2 separate regions of the Mus musculus genome follow, and region 2 is linked to region 1. Evidence: chromatin contacts called from public HiChIP or PLAC-seq data. All regions are on one chromosome and are shown on one strand. The core of a region is the stretch at or near the end of the contact, and the rest is flanking DNA. Distances in the headings are between cores, read along the strand shown. Region 1 holds the start of Lag3 (lymphocyte-activation gene 3). Region 2 has its middle 5.2 kb from the start of Gm32673.

Region 1 (2,780 bases), core at 73-2,572:
TACTTTGTAGCCAGGGATGACCCTGAACTCATGGGCCCAAGCAAGCCAGCTTCAATTCACCCCACCTTCCAAAATCTTGACTTACACATGCCACTGTTGCTGACACCTTGGTCTCTCTTGAGTTTTCCTTGCTATAAGATTCCTGCATTATTCCATCTCCATAGACCCTTGCCTTCATTTTTTTCTTAAAGTACAGAATCTTGGGGAGGAGGGAGGTTTTGAAGACAGGAAAACATCCTATTGTCAGGGCTGGAAAGGCCGTTCTGCAGTTATGAGTGCTTGTTGCCTTTCAAGAAGACCTAGGTTTGATGTCGAGCATCCAGATGGGGCGGCTCCCAAAACACCTGTAACTCCAGTTCCAAGGAATCTGACACCCTCTTCAGGCCTCTGAGCATTCACACAGGGTGGGGAATTTATGTATACAGACACATAAATAAAAGTAGACATCTAAAACAAGTTTCCCAGCCGAATGTGGTAGGTGGTGCATGCCTTTAATCCCAGCACTCAGGAGGCAGAGGCAGGCGCATTTCTGAGTTCAAGGCCAGCCTGGTCTACAAAGTGAGTTTCAAGACAGCCGGAATACACAGAGAAACCCTGTCTCGAACTCCCCCCCCCCCCCACACACACACATAAAACCAAGTTTCTCAGTGTCATCTTCCTAGAAGATGAAAGGCCATCCCATAATGCAAGTAGGGTTAAGGACTAGACAGCTTTTGCCTTCATGCTTCCTAATGTTGGCAAGTTATTTAATGCCTGTGAGCCTCAAGTCCCGAAATCTGTACAAAAAGGGGCGCGCATCAAGTTTCACAAGTTGCTTTACGGAAAATGTATAATACAGTTATATGTAGCATAGAATGAAGGTTAACACCGTGTGGCTACTATACTTTTCCACTGAGCCCTTACCCAGATCTGGTAACTTGTGGTATGGTGACACTTCTTGAGTACCTGTCCAAGAGATGCTGAAAGGCTAGGCAGGCAGACTGTAGGACAGTGGCTTTTTTTTTTTTTTTTTTCAGTGTTAATGGGAAAGAGCAAGTCAAGAAGAAACTGTGGGGACAGTAGAGGAAGCTTAAAGATACAGCTGTAGTTCTAGGCAGAAATGCTTGGCAGAGAGAGAGAGAGAGAGAGAGAGAGAGAGAGAGAGAGAGAGAGAGAGAGGAGACAGAGGGGGAAGAGGTGAAGAGGGGGCGGTAGGGAGACCCGAGTCTGAGGAAGTAAACAAGGGGAGTGCCACCACCGAGAGGAGGGCTCGGCTGCTGGGAATCAGCCCCCTCACACTTTCCACTGCGAAGCGAAACCCCGCGCCTTGGTCTGGGGGGGCGGGCAGTGGGGAGGAGAAGCAGAAGGACTGGGTCTGGAGGAGCAGCTCAAGTTCTAGCTAGCTGCAGTGGGTTTGCCTGCACTCTGCTCTGGGTCCCAGCCCGGGCCTCTGATCATTATCCATCCTGCTGTCTCCAGTCCCCACTCCTGGGGCGTCCTCTTCACCCTACATTCTTTCCCTCCGCCTCACCTCCTCCTTGTAGAACTTCTCTCTCTCTCTCTCTCTCTCTCTCTCTCTCTCTCTCTCTCTCTCTGTGTGTGTGTGTGTGTCTGTCTGTCTGTCTGTCTCTCTCTCCTCCCAGGACCTTTTTCTAACCTCCCTTGGAGGGCTGGGGAGGCCCGGGCCATAGAGGAGATGAGGGAGGACCTGCTCCTTGGCTTTTTGCTTCTGGGACTGCTTTGGGAAGCTCCAGGTAAGGTGGAGAGTCCAGCAGGGACCTCTATGGCTGTCTCTTTAGCTGTGGTGATATTCCAATGCTTTTGTTGAGGGGAGGGGTGTGTGTGTGTGTGTGTGTGTGTGTTTTGAGACAGGGTTTCTTTGTGTTGCCCTGGCTGTCCTGGGACTGGCTCTGATGACCAGGCTGGCCTTGAATTTATAGTGATCCACTTGCCTCTGCCTCCCCAGTGCTGGGATTAGAGGCGTGCACCATCACTTTGTATAAGGGCAGATCCCAAAGCTGCCTCAGCCTCCCTTCAACAGGGAGGCATGATGTTTCTTTCTTAGGAAAGCCAGGGCATTTCTCTATTCTCCAATCTCTTGGCTCAATGCCCTTGGCCTCTCTTTTGTTCCACTAGTTGTGTCTTCAGGGCCTGGGAAAGAGCTCCCCGTGGTGTGGGCCCAGGAGGGAGCTCCCGTCCATCTTCCCTGCAGCCTCAAATCCCCCAACCTGGATCCTAACTTTCTACGAAGAGGAGGGGTTATCTGGCAACATCAACCAGACAGGTATGAACTCCAAAGTTGAACAACAGAACCTCCCAATCCTGTCCTAATGGATAAAACCCTGTCCAAGCCAGTTTTGTCCTCTTTGTGAGCCCCTCTAAAGCCAGTAGCTCAGTGTCCTCTAAAACCACACAGCCTTCCTGTGGATTGCTCCCCACACACCGGCATCCTGTAGTGCCCCACCTCTCCAGTAGCAGATAGTGCTGAAGACCAACGGAAGTGGGGACAGGGGTAGTTATGGGGGAGAGGGGAGGCTGCTGACGGTCAAGAGGTCTCTTAGGCAGGTTAACTTTATCCTCAAAGCATGCTTGAGTGCATCTTCTTCGTGGCCTTATCAAATTTCTCAATCCTATTCTCTCTCCCCAACCAGTGGCCAACCCACTCCCATCCCGGCCCTTGACCTTCACCAGGGGATGCCCTCGCCTAGACAACCCGCACCCGGTCGCTACACGGTGCTGAGCGTGGCTCCAGGAGGCCTGCGCAGCGGGAGGCAGCCCCTGCATCCCCACGTGCAGCTGGA
Region 2 (2,937 bases), core at 438-2,937, 510 kb before region 1:
AGGTGTTCTGTGCTAGACATTACTTCCAAGTTCCTCTTGAGTGGGAGGCCGATAGCTCCTGGGCATCTGGGAGTTACCTCTTCCCAGGGATGGTGACTCATTGGGAGGCCCTCCCAGAATCAACCAAATCTTCCAATTTACCATCCACACTGGCTGAGCTAGTCTCAAGCCCTGTTCTAAATCTGTAGCTAGAAGCCAAGGGAAAGGGCTAGGGGCATGGGAGCGCGGGGGTGGGGGTGGGGGGGTGGGGGTGGGGGTGGGGTGTCTGTTCTTTCTGACTTTAAGCAGAGGGAGAACACTCTTGGGGATCCAGAGGAACTGGCCAGGCTCCATGGCTCCCCAAGTGGAGAATAGTGGCAAATTTTCCTCCGTGATGTCCCTCCTGCTGCCCAGTCCTAGCACATCCCATGCCAGCCCCGGGGCCCTGAAGCCCTGGAACTTGGGCAGGGAAGCAATCCCTGGCCCTGTGGAGAGAGGGGTCACACGCCCGCGGGAAGCCCACCACTCCAGAGGGCTGGCCATATTGCCCCCAGGCAGCAAGGAAGGCCTGAGCTCCTGCAGAGCTGCAGGTCCATACCAGAGGGTGACTCGGGCGGGAGCCCGCGGGCAGGGCGCGGCCGAGCGGGCAGCAGGACCCAATGGACGCCGGAAGCCTCGGAGGCTGACTCATCCTCCTGCCTCCGACAGTCACCGCAGCTTCCACGGCCACACAGAGCGCCCCAAAGGGGATGCGCCCCCTGGAGGCCACATCAGAAAGCGCAACCTGGGACCCTGGTTCCAAGTTAGATCTCTATTTAGATAAATTTGAGGTTCAAAGGAAGGAGGCAAGCACAAACACTTCCTTATCAGTTGGTTTTCATCTCTTTCGAGCCCTCTGTGGAGGCGTGACACCAAATATGAGCATGTGAGCACCTAGTAGGCTCACAATTCGGGCGCAAGTGGATTGCTGGCCTGGTCCCAACCTAATGCAGCCTAATTGTCACCCCTCAGACTCATTTCTCCTTTTGGTCTTAAGACAGCAGAGAATTCATTGACAAACCAGTGACACCCCCCCCCCCCAGCTGATGAAAATGGACAACGTTTACCCAATACCATTGTGCAGAGAGTTTGCATACGTTATTTAATGCCCTTAATCTCTAAAGGAAGTAGATATTATTACCCTGCCTGTTTTCAGGAACTAAATGAAGATTTAAGCGATGGCACTACCGCTATTTGTAGTTTGTTTCTTGGTTTATGGTGGATTTTTTTATGTTATTGTTGTTGTTATTTTTGAGACAGGGTTTCTCTGTGTGACAGCCCTGCTGAAATGGAACTTGCTTTGTAGACCAGGCTGGCCTTGAACTCACAGAGATCACAGTGCTGGGTAAAGGAGTGAGTCACCATGCCCAGTACACACTCAGTTGTGTAAGCAACACTTTCATTTAATTCCACAATAATGTGGAGTGTAGGGATCATTTCCCACGGACAGGTCAGCTAACAGGAAATGAAGGTTCGTTTCTCAAGGTCTTACAGCTCCAATTCTCAGATATAAATCCCTCATTTCTTTCCAACTCCGTGGTCCCCTCCATTCCATCCCACCTCGGCCCTCCCTTGAGGAATAAAAGTGACTCACTCAACCCCACCTGTAGGCTCCAGCAGCTATGAGTCACTAACCCACCCTTTGGGTAGCAGTGACATCCATAACAAACCTAAGCACCTCCCACTTCCCTAGCCCCACCCCCTCCACCCACCCCACTGGCCCCTAGGAAGCGAGAGGCTGGTGAGTGGTTTCTGGTTTCCCACACACTGTCTTTTCAGTGCCCAGGAGGGTGACTGTCTTGAGATTCAATGACCGGTTTGAGCTCCTGTACACGCAAGGAGCCCAGATGTCCTAAACAACCGTCGTAGGCATAGCGGGGAAACCTATGATCGCACCACCACAGAGTAGCCTGAGGCAGGATTGCAGATGCTAAAGCAGCATAAACTACACAGCAAAGAGCCTGGATTACTGAGCTTGCCTGCAGGAGAAAAGAGCTTCAAACCTGATGCGACCGCCCCATGCCGCATCTCTGGGGCGAGAGAGGACTTCAGGAAGGGGTCTGTTAGCGTTCTGTCTAAGCTCCGCCCCACAGTTACCTGTCAATAGCCAGGTAGGCCTGACCCACTGCTTGCCCCTTTCTCCCTCCTTGTTCCTCTCTTGCTACCTTGTTCTTCCCTTCCCCATCTCTCCATGTGCTCATGGCCAGCCTCTACTCTTCTATTCTCCCTCTCTCTGCCTTTCTCTGCCTCTACTACCCTCTTAACTCCCCTCCCCATACCCTGAATAAACTCTATTCTATACTATACCTTTGTGTGGCTGGTCCCTCGGGGAAGGGGATGCCTCAGCATGGGCCCGCGGAGGAACCTCCTTCCCCCCCCCATACCTCACCACGCCCCCATAGAATATATACCCCCTCTTTTTTGTTTTGTTTTGTTTTTCGAGACAGGGTTTCTCTGTATAGCCCTGGCTGCCCTGGAACTCACTCTGTAGACCAGGCTGGCCTCGAACTCAGAAATCCGCCTGCCTCTGCCTCCCGAGTGCTAGGATTAAAGGCGTGCGCCACCACGCCCGGCATACCCCTCTTTTTATGTTTTTATAAACACACCAGGGTTGGTGGGTGCCTTGCCTGCATTACTCCAAGAATGTCAAAATCTTAAAGAATGAAAATAAGAAAAATCAAATGGAGGATGTCTGGATCCTTGAGAAGCCGACCTGGGAAGATTTTTAGTGCCATGGAAAAAGCAGAATGGCTTAGTTTACAAGGAAAAGGGGAGCCGGTCATGTGAGTGAAACCTGCAGGAGGCTGCCTTCAGAACAAGCTGGAAAAAGCCAGCTCTGGATCAACACCATCAAATTTCAATGGCTGTGAGTCACAGAGCTCAGACCTCAGAGGCAGTGGGGAGCACTTCCCCCTTGGC

Evidence for each region. HiChIP or PLAC-seq counts read pairs in DNA pulled down with a chosen protein or histone mark.
Region 2: an H3K27ac HiChIP or PLAC-seq map of embryonic stem cells shows a contact between it and region 1, with 6 read pairs. The contact joins the enhancer-like site here to the promoter of Lag3 in region 1. A contact is called at or near these places in 1 of 484 Hi-C or Micro-C datasets (the N1E-115 cell line) and 4 of 115 datasets of contacts at active chromatin or transcription factors (bone marrow-derived macrophages, embryonic stem cells, extraembryonic endoderm stem cells and 1 more).

The regions. Positions count from the first base shown.
Region 1 is chr6:124,910,247-124,913,026 of GRCm38.p6, reverse strand. It overlaps Lag3 (lymphocyte-activation gene 3), which reads left to right and starts at 1,322. Exons shown (of 8, transcript NM_008479.2): 1 at 1,322-1,733; 2 at 2,116-2,263; 3 at 2,631-2,780. The coding sequence starts at 1,676.
Region 2 is chr6:125,424,306-125,427,242 of GRCm38.p6, reverse strand. No RefSeq gene overlaps it. Among named protein-coding and RNA genes, the nearest start is that of Gm32673, 5.2 kb to the left of the region's middle. Within about 2 kb of position 1,687, at least 359 of the 459 cell types and tissues checked have an H3K27ac peak or open chromatin away from gene starts, as enhancers often do. A contact at or near this core is called in the N1E-115 cell line, bone marrow-derived macrophages, embryonic stem cells and 2 more, where this site is marked.